Linked DNA regions of Mus musculus: region 1 is linked to region 2. The links are chromatin contacts, called in public targeted proximity ligation maps. All regions are on one chromosome and are shown on one strand. The core of a region is the stretch at or near the end of the contact, and the rest is flanking DNA. Distances in the headings are between cores, read along the strand shown.

The links.
Region 1: a contact with region 2 is called in a targeted proximity ligation map of pancreatic cancer cells. A contact is called at or near these places in 24 of 39 promoter capture datasets (the 3T3-L1 cell line, 3T3-L1-derived adipocytes, the C10 cell line and 15 more), 213 of 484 Hi-C or Micro-C datasets (the 3T3-L1 cell line, 3T3-L1-derived adipocytes, the 63-12 cell line and 111 more), 46 of 130 datasets of targeted methods (the 230-238 cell line, CD8 T cells, the NIH/3T3 cell line and 28 more) and 6 of 9 other capture datasets (adipose tissue, embryonic stem cells, embryonic tail and 3 more).

The regions. Positions count from the first base shown.
Region 1 is chr19:10,303,480-10,308,437 of GRCm38.p6, reverse strand. It overlaps Dagla (diacylglycerol lipase, alpha), which reads left to right and starts at 3,561. Exons shown (of 20, transcript NM_198114.2): 1 at 3,561-3,617.
Region 2 is chr19:10,263,735-10,268,663 of GRCm38.p6, reverse strand. It overlaps Dagla (diacylglycerol lipase, alpha), which reads left to right. Exons shown (of 20, transcript NM_198114.2): 6 at 3,569-3,656. Among named protein-coding and RNA genes, the nearest start is that of Gm30042, 24 kb to the left of the region's middle.

The sequences.
Region 1 (4,958 bases), core at 2,312-4,811, 38 kb before region 2:
CGTGTGTGTGTGTGTGCATGTGTGTGTGCACGTGGGTGTGCATGTATGTGTGTGTAGTGGATGAGATCATACAGTACAGGTCTCCAAGGGGCAATACAGCTTTAAAAAAAAAAACCCATAGGGGTGGTGTCCAGCTCAGGAATTTTGCAGTCACTGGCTAAACCATCTCTGTCTACAGCTGCTGTGAGAGTCTGGGGCAGGGTACAGTTGTGCCAGCTGTTGGAGACAAATTATACTATGAAACTCAGCCGTGAGTCACATTCCAGCACAGGGGAAATGTGCAAAAGTTATACGCCGTCTTTGGGGGGTGCCAAAAGAAATCATCTTGGTTTTGTCTTGCAAGATGTTCAGCTTGCAGAATGTGGGGCAGACGGAGGAGGGGGGTGGGGAGGACACAAAGGGGAGCAGATCCGTCTCCAGCAGACTCTGCCTGTCACACACCCTCCATCGCTCCTAATAACAACACCCAGCATTTAATCAGCCCCTTTGTGGAAACAGGCGATGTCACACTCATTAATTAGTTAATCCACACAGCCCCCTGGGAGGAGGAGCCATGCTATTATCCCCACTGGGACCCAGAGGGAAACTGAGGCCGGAATGAAGATTTGGCATGGAGCTTAGGGAGCACAGCTAGGCAGCTGGACCAGGACCAGTCTATATCTTGCCATTGGTTCTGTTGCCTCATTTCCCCCTCATCCTCCGTTCACAGCCCTGCTGACTGTCTCCAGTGACGCCAAGCTGAACCAGGCGGGAAGGTACTCTGAAGAAAAGCCAAACATGGCCTTGGGACCACACCAGGACAGACAGACCCCAGAGTGTGTGTGTTCAGAGCCAGCCACCCTTTGTGGCTGTTCCTTGCCAAGGGTATCAGAAGTAGGAGTAGAAGGGCTGGGCAGATGGCTCCTTTGGCAACATGCTTAGCAAACATGCGGACTTGAGCTTAGATCCCCAGGATTCATGTAAAATCCAGACAGAAGCCGGGCATGGTGGCCCATGGAGAAGCAGAGGCAGGAAGATCTTTGTGACTTTGATGCCAACTTGGTCTACATAGTGAGTTTCCAGGACAGGCAAGCCTAAATAGAGAGGCTCTGTCTGGAAATGGCCCGGCGCCAGGGAGACAGAGACAGGAGGATTCCTAGTGCTCACTAGCCAGCCAGTCCAGCCAGTCAGTGAGTTAGAGAGTCCTGGTCCAGTGAGAGACAGTGTCTCAAAGAATAAGATAGATAAGGTAGACAGTAACACAAACACACACACACACAGAATGAGACAGACAGACTCCAGAGACCCTATGCACTGCCACTGAAGGCCTTGAAGGATTAAGACTTAGGTCAGCCTGCTAGCCAAATGAGACATGGCCAGAAGGCAAAGAGGACTAAGGAGTCAGAGGTAGGAAGTCATGGACTCCTTCCAGGAGTTCAAAAGCAGCTGCAAAAATAATGCCTGCAGCCTCTACCTGTGCTTCCTTGTTCCTCAGTCACATTGCTGAATTCTAAATAATTAACTAATTCCTTTTGTCTGTTTGGGGGTTGGTGATTGCACCCGGGATCTCATGTATGCTCAAAATAGAGCATTAGATGTTTAGTGTCTGATGGGAATGATCAAGATTGAAATCGCTTTTTCTTACCTTTCCCTTTCCCCTTTCCCCTAGTTTCACAATGACAATTTCCCAAACTTTCACATGCACAGAGATCCCCTGAGGGTTTTGTAATCAAGCTAAGATCTTGGGTCTGAGGCTCGGAATTTCTAGTAAGCTTCCCTACGGCATGTCCTTGTCCGTGTCACATACCTAGCTGAAAGAGTTCAGAGATTATGTTAGTAGCAGTGAATAATCCTGGTGTGGGATGCCCTACATGGGGCTCACTGATGCAGCTGACCAAGAACAGGACATCACCTTGAGAATCCCAGTAGTATTAGCCTCCCACATTATAGAACTGGTCAGAACTGGTTTGTCGAGGATTGGATACATGGGGATGATGATGATGGTGATGGTGGTGATGATGATGGTGTGTGTGTGTGTGTGAGTGTGTGTGCGAGTGTGTGTGTGTGTGTGTGTGTGTGTGTGGAACTTGTGTAGTTTTCTATGTGCCGGACAGCTAAGGGGTAGACTGTAGTAGACTATTTAGGGATGGCCACGTGGGCATGCTTTCTCCATTAGGAACTTTGGTGAGTAAGGAAAAGAGCTGATTTTGCAGAGTCCTTTCTGCCTGGCATCAGTTGATCTACCATGGTTCACAGGACCAATATAATTCTTTCTTCCAGGTGTCTGGGACTTTGAAGCAAGAGATATTATCTCCAACTGTGTGGTTTGAATGGACCATGACAATCTAGAGATAACGTCCCTGAACCCAGGCCTCCCCAGATTTCTGAACTTCCTGAGACATCGGGAGCTCCTCTCCAGGAATTCTTGAAGTGCTCATATTTGTTCCCCAAATCCATTTTCTTTACCTAAGCCAGAGCTTATCTTTGCAATAACCGTAGATGCTACCGAATTGCCTGGCGAGGGGCTGAACTCTGCAACGAGGAGAAGTCTGTCCCGGATGCAGGGTTTCACTTTCAGTCAGATGTCCACCTATGTCCTCCAGGCCTACAGAACAAGTCAATCATCCTGACGTCATTCTCAGAATGACGTCTGAGCCCAGGAAACATTTCACACGCTTGCTTTCTGCGTTACTTTCCTTTCGACCTCTCATATCTTTCTGCTCGACTTTGGAGACTTAACTGATTGCATCATCATGACCGCTAGATCCAATCTTACCTATGACCCCCTGTGCAGCTGCAGCTCTTAGCTTAGCCCCCATGTGACCTGATATCTCTAAGGGCAAGCCTGCTCCCACCCACTCCCCAGACTCAACCCAGAACACCAGCATAGCTGTGTCCCTGCCAAAAAGCAGCTTTCAGGAAGGCGAGTTGAGCGACTTGCGCATGAATGGATGGGCGTGTGTGAAGGAGAACAGGAGGGGCGATTTTCTTCATTTATCAGAAAATCAAAATTGATCAAACTCCCCTTTTGCTGTCAGGCACTATGCTGGGTGTTGAGGAGGGTGAGAGTAGGGGGGAAGAGGAGGACATAGATAAAGATGTGTCCCAACTCCTCAAGACGCTGCTAGGTCCCCTGAAGGAGGTGGAACCCATCTCTCTCCTTTCCTCCCCCAAACAAACCAGTTCTCCGGTGATCCTACTTGCTATTTTTCATCTCCCACGCTAAACCCTGTCACGCGGGACCTGAAGGAGGGGAACCCAAGCAGCTACCGTGCCCCTGTTCAGTGCCCACGGTCCAACCCCTTTCGTCTGCCCACGGAACCCCCGTGGAGGCCTCAGCCCCGCGCCCACCGCCCCCACGCGCGGGGATCCAGGGCTCCACCACCTCGGGCCTGCGCGCCTCTCCCCTCCCTGGCGCTAGGGGGCGCTGCCGCCCCACGGCCGTCGCCATGGTCACCGCTGGCGGCGGAGTGGGGTTTACGTAAAGGACGCAGCGTCCCCCGGGGGGCGGAGGCGGCCTTCGCGCCGGCGCCGGCGCCCTGCGGAAGCAACGTTAGTGAATAGGGGCCTTGGGGAGCCCAGGATGGAGGTGGCGGTCGCAGTGGCCGCGGCGGGCCGAGCCCTGCGGCGGGCCGGAGGTAAGGGGGCCCGGGCCGAGTCCCGGGCGCAGGAGCTCTGCGAGCGGCGTGGCGGGCTGGGCAATGTCCACTGCGCGCGGTGGCCGGTCCGACAGGTCCGCGGGCGGAGGTGCGGCTGCCACGCGCGCTCGTGGCAGGTGTGAGGTCCGCGGAGCCCCGGGCCACCGGCGTGGGGATGGTGACACGCATGGCACGGGCGTGGGCAACGTGGATACAGCACGGGCAGCGTGATTTTTCCTGGCGAGGGTGTCAGAAGACTCACCCCCGCCTTGGTGTAGCGGTGGCCGCCCAGGTGTGAGGAGGGTGCACCCTCTGTACAGGAGGGCGATGCACGCAGCTGGTGCTGGTGGGTGGCCAGCTGATGCTGGGCCGTGATGGTGCGGTGGGCATGGGTGTGAGAAAGTGCTGCCATTGCTTGGATGTTGGTTGGCATGGTTCTGGCCTTGGGCTTGACATGGTTTGGAGTGATGGTCCTGGGGGCTTAAAGAATCAATGTCCTGGGCATGACTAGTGGCTCCGGCCCTGCTGTGAGAAATGGCCTTGGCTTAGCGCAGTGCCCTGGAATGACTAATACTGTGAGGGAAGACAGGTGGCCCTCAGACCCTGGTAAATAAGAGGGTAAATACCCACCCTTACAGGGAGATCAGTAGGGGCGACGTCTCTGTCATGGGGCTCAGCATTAATGCCTGTTGGTGTGCTGGCCTTGGGGCAGAAGGCTGGAAGAAGGTTGGTGTTTTTTATGATGGATGAGAATAAGAGACACCATGTGTCTACCATGAGGTTCTTGGTTGCTGTCCCAGGTAGAGCTCTGCTCAGTTATGAACCTTTACCTGGCTCATGAGTCCTCCCCCATTTGGAGGAAGATGGGAGGAATAGGTGGTTCTCACTGGTGGTCCTTGTTTCTGATTATAGGAGACTCAGAAGGGTATAGAGAAGTAGCCCAGGCTACGTCGTCCCTGGGCCCTTCCTTTCACTTGGTTGATGGCGGTGCTACTGGGTTTCTGGGAATTGTATCTTTTGGGCTGCGTGGAAGATGGTTCTGTGGCTACTGGGAGTGTTTGGAGATTGCATATATCCTAACTAGTCTTCTGAGAAGCTTTGGAGAAGGTCCCCCATCTCTCTATCTCTTTCCTTCCCTCCCTCCCTCTATCTCTCCCCCCTCCCAGCCCCCATCTCCTTCCTCCTCTCATTGCCACATGATGTCCCACTTCACAGAGCATCAGTGGGCAGACCCCTAGAGACGTTGAAGACTTCAGGGTGTTATGGGTTTCTTGGGGGGGAAGGCACAGAAGTAGAAGCAAAGAGCTGAGCTTTGCATGAGAAGGGTGTTTCTTTGCCAAC
Region 2 (4,929 bases), core at 49-2,548:
TAATGTAAGCATACATAGTAACAATTCAGGAAAGGAGCAAGGGGAAAGAGAAGAGCCTCAAGGAGAGGAGTCTGGCCGGGCTTGGGGAGAGGGGAGAGAAGAGAAAATGACGTAATCATATTATGTTCTCTAAAAAATAAAAGAAATAATTAAAACAAAAGCATGCCTGTGACAGCATTGCCTGTCAAGGGGATGAAATTCATTCACCCAATTTGCCAGTGTTAAAAGTGAGAGTTGTATCTTTTTCTTTTTTAGTTTTTATTCATGTGGGCACAAGGCAAACATAAAAATTAAAAAATAAGACCTGAAAAAAGGTAAGAATAGCAGTTGCTGGCTCAGGATGTTGTTGTGAGGTTTAAGTGAGATAATATATACCAAGTGGTTAACACTGTGGGCAACGGCTGAGTTAATGGAGAGCCACTCAGCGGCAGCAGCCGGACACGCACTCAGTTACAGTAATGGCAGAAGACACAAGCTTTGTTCCGAGTGAGTCACAAGCCGGATCCTCCCTGTAATAGGGGTGGAGAAACCAAGGTCCAGAGTTCAAGTGGTTGCCTGGTTACAGGGTAAAGCCAGGACCAGCTCTCAGCCTCACTTTGGAACCCTTAACAACTGTTAGAGCGCCATTCGTGGTGGCACATGCCTTTAATCTCAGCACTCTGGAGGCAGAGGCAGGCGGATTTCTGAGTTCGAGGCCAGCCTGGTAAAGTGAGTTCCAGGACAGCCAGGGCTAAACAGAGAAACCATGTCTCAAAAAACAAAAAACAAAAAAACAAAACAAAACAAAAAAAACCCAACTGTTAGGTGAGGCTGCCTCTAGGTCTCAGAGGCTGTAAGAAGTCAATCAAGGAAGACTTCCTGGAGGAGATTTTGCTTGGTGTTTAAAAGAGAGAAGAGAATATCCAACATGGCCATAGTGACTTTTATTGAAAGCAAGGGCTCCCAGGATGAGTCACCATAGCCCCCACAATCGGGCTTCTCCTGGAAGGCAGGCCCCATGCTTAGCCCTTTGTGGTTAATCAGTCCTTTTGCTACCCCAGAGCAGCTGTGAGACCCCCTTCTACAGATCTGAGTCCCTGCCCCAAGCCACAGTGGCAGGGTGTGGAATGGCATCCATGTCCAGCCCAGGGAAGCAGGTTGCCAAGACCCCTGCCCAGCAGGCCTTACCCCACCCCAACTCATGCCTCAGACCTTCCATGTCAGCCCACCAACTTGTCACCGCCTCCAGCACCACACCCATGCCTGGTCTGGCCACCTCCCAGGCGAAATGTCAGGCCTTGGAGCCAGGGCTCCACAGCCCGTACTCCCTTCCTTCAGTGGAGCTGGCCACCGCCCCGTCCCACTTTGCCTGCTGAGCCCGAGCCGCACCCGACCTGTTTCTGGGCTCCAGGGCCCAGGAGAAAACGTCCTTCCCTTCCTGACTCCGGGTGATTGCCTTTGGGGCTCCAGGCGGTAGGAGCCATTACTGCAGGGGCTGGTGCTCACTGTCATTTTAATTAGGAGGCCCCCTGTGGTTTCCTGGCCCTGTCGGGAGGCCATAGCTTGCAGGCCCTTGACCTGTAGTGGTTTCTCCAGGTCTCCCGCGAGGCTGGAGAGCACATTCCGGCTGCGGGGCTTTGTCAGGCCGACTACCTGCCCTTTGCTGGCTCTAAAACTAACATTTTTTTCCTAACAGGGACATTTTTCAAGCAGTCAACTCCCAAGGGCAGGGACATGCACACCCCTGCTGCCACATGGTTGTTATTTTGGTTTCTGAAAGCCGGGAGTGTGTCTAAGTTTTGGTCCTTTCTCTTTCCAGTGAAATCTGGTGGAGGACTGGGGGAGGCTGTTATTCCCCGCTCTTTCCCAGGAGGCTTGACCTTGGGTTTTTGTGGGAAGGAATGTCTGCCCCCTTTTACACAGTGAGCCTCCCAACAGGCAGGGCTGTCGGGGTCCATGAACTTCCTGTCCAGACTTGGTATGTGTCTCTCTGGCGTGGCCTTAAGGGTGGTTGCAGTTGACCAACCTGTCAGCTTCTCACACAACCCTACGCTCATCTGCCCCCTGGCGTTCATGAGCGGTTCGAAGTGGCGTGAGCATTTCCATCTGGCCAGAGGCTAGGGAGGAAATGTCTCATTCTGCATTTGAAGGCCCTGTTGGATCAGAAAGCAAAATGTATGTGATGCCCTGAGAACCGAGCTTCACTCCCTCTTCATCAAGTCCCTGGGCGGTGGACAGTGGTATATGATGCAAAGCTGTTCCATTTTCTAGGGACTGCAGGTCCCTGGGACAGCTGGTCTCTTACATCATCCCTAGCCCCTCCCGGTGCCTCCTTTTTGGTCGGCTGCCTATGTAACCAGGGTTAAAGGAATGGAGAGCAGTTCTTGGCTGCACATAAGAGCCAAGAGGCACACCGAGAGCCAGTCTGTCATTCCTGATGACTTAAGTGACTTGAATGCATCGGAGTGCTACCTTGCCTTTTGCCCCTGACTCGATGACAGGCTTTTAAGGGGACAGAACATTGCTCACAAAAAACCCAGTCACAGGGCTGGTGAGATGGCTCAGTGGGTAAGAGCACCCGACTGCTCTTCCGAAGGTCCGAAGTTCAAATCCCAGCAACCACATGGTGGCTCACAACCACCCGTAATGAGATCTGATGCCCTCTTCTGGAGTGTCTGAAGACAGCTACAGTGTACTTACATATAATAAATAAATAAATCTTTAAAAAAAAAAAAAAACCCAGTCACAGCCTCTTCTGGCTGTTTTGAGATTCTGTGTTTAGTGTCAGGACTATTGTCTCTTTTTTTCTTCCTTCCTTCCTTCCTTCCTTCCTTCCTTCCTTCCTTCCCTCCTCCTCCTTCTCTTCCTCCTCCTCCTCCTCCTTCTCTTCCTTTTCCTCTTCCTCCTCTTCCTCCTCCTCCTCCTCCTTCTTTTTCTTCTCCTCCTCTCTCTCTTTCTCTCTCTCTCCTTTCATTCTTTCTTTCTTCTTCCTTTCTTTTTCCTTTTTTCTTTCTTTCCTTTTTTTTTTTTTTTTTTTTTTTTGAGCCTTGACTATCCTGGAATTTGCTCTGTAGACCAGACTAACCTCGAATTCAGAGATCCATCTGCCTGCCACTCCCTCCCAAGTGCTGGGCTTAAAGGAATGAGCCAAGACCCGTGATATCAGAGTTATCTTTGTGCTCAAAATGTACCAGCTTCCTAGGTGCCCGGGATGTGGATCCCGTCTTGGGAAGGTAGCTTCTCGTTCTCTCTGCTCACTGACTCCTGAGCCGCCTAACTCCCCACCTGACCTGAGGAGGGACAGCAGAAGGAACAGAGGGAAACCATGCAGGCAGTATACCTGCCCTACCCAGACAGCAGCTGGGGAGTGTGAGGGCCTCTAGAGCTCACCAGGTTGGCTAGCAACACCCTGGCTGGCTGACAGCTAGGTCACTGGCCATGCAGCTGTAGGTAGCCTGCTGCCTAGCCTCCCCAGGCCCACTGGCTCCTTGTTGTATCCTGGGAACAGGCCATCCTATTTCTATAACATCTGGCCAGCTCCTCTAATCCAGCCCCGTGACCTGACACATGCAGCTGTTTACCTTCACAGGCACCGGTTAGAGGAGGGTCAGGCCACCAGCTGGTCCCGCCGTCTAAAAGTGTTCCTCTGTTGCACCCGGACAAAGGATTCCCAGTCAGTAAGTACCCATAGTTGCTTGCCTCGGGTCTTCTCTCTGCCATGGAAGTGCCTTTCACTCCTCTGGTAATGCTAGGTGGGTGGGGCTGGTAGGAAGTGGGACATTGTGAGCAGAGTAACAGCCTGCTTGTGGGCCTTTTCGCTGAAAAACTGCCCGACCCTGCAAAGCAGACATTCACCTGTTTCACTGCGGAAACAGAAAGCCTTGATGACTGATTTGGTACCCTTGGAACATGGTTTAATTTAAAAGTACCATGTGGTCAGCAGTGGATGGATCTGGAAGGTCTAGGGTGCTGTTGAGTGCTTAGCCTGGGGCTGGATGGCACACATCTCTGAGGTCGGAGATGTGGATAGACCAATAGTGTTGAGGAGCAAGCTCTGCAGAAGGTGGCTCTGAGCAGGAAGGGAGATAGAACCCCTCAGAGTTGGGTAGGCAGGTTAGCAGCCATCCAGCCCTACCCCTCATTTTGCAGATCAGTCAGCTGAGACCCAGAAAGATGGACTGATTTGCTCAGTATCCCACAGCTAGGCAGTAGCAGAGCTTGAGAAGTCAGAAGACAGTGAAGCGCCCACCTCAGACACCCTGGGGAAGCCTGGAGTGGCCCTTCCCTAACAGTAGCCCCCAGGGACCTTAGAGCGAGTACCTAAGGAAGGAAGGAAGGCCCAGAGTTCCCTGGCAGCTGGGGAGTACCTCATGGGGCTGTCTGGGAATGCCTGAGAGATCCTGGTCCAGGTCTGGCTGCAGGTGTGCCTTGCAGAGGGCAGGGAATGGAGCCCAAGAGGTGGAAACCAGGCTTGCCTGGGCCTTAGGCACACTGTTCACCCCATAAAACAGAGTCAGCACTGCTGTGAGGAGCCAGTGAGAAGAGCACAGTCCAGTTAGACACAGACAGCCAGGGGCAGATCCCAGAGGAGGGATTTTTCTCCAGCTTGTATTTTGTCACCAAAGAACTATACTTGACTGCCAGTCTTTGAAAATTTTACATAACCGCCTGTATGTTCAAACCTGGCGCCCTGAGCTGAGCAGCTGAAGCTGAGCACAGTTCCGTTCCGTGTGGCCCCTTAGAGGTCTGAGCAGGTAGCCACTGGCGTTTTCCTCCTGACTTGCCAGGCACTCAAGGACGAGACCAGTGAGATAGATTCAGTTGCTGTGAGTTTGTTCTCGCTCTGCCCTCTCCTGATAGGTTCAAGGCAACAAAAGGCAGGGGAAACCCAGGGCCACAGCTAGCAGGGCTTGTCTGCCTCTGTTCTTTCCTTTTTACCCAAGGGCTGGG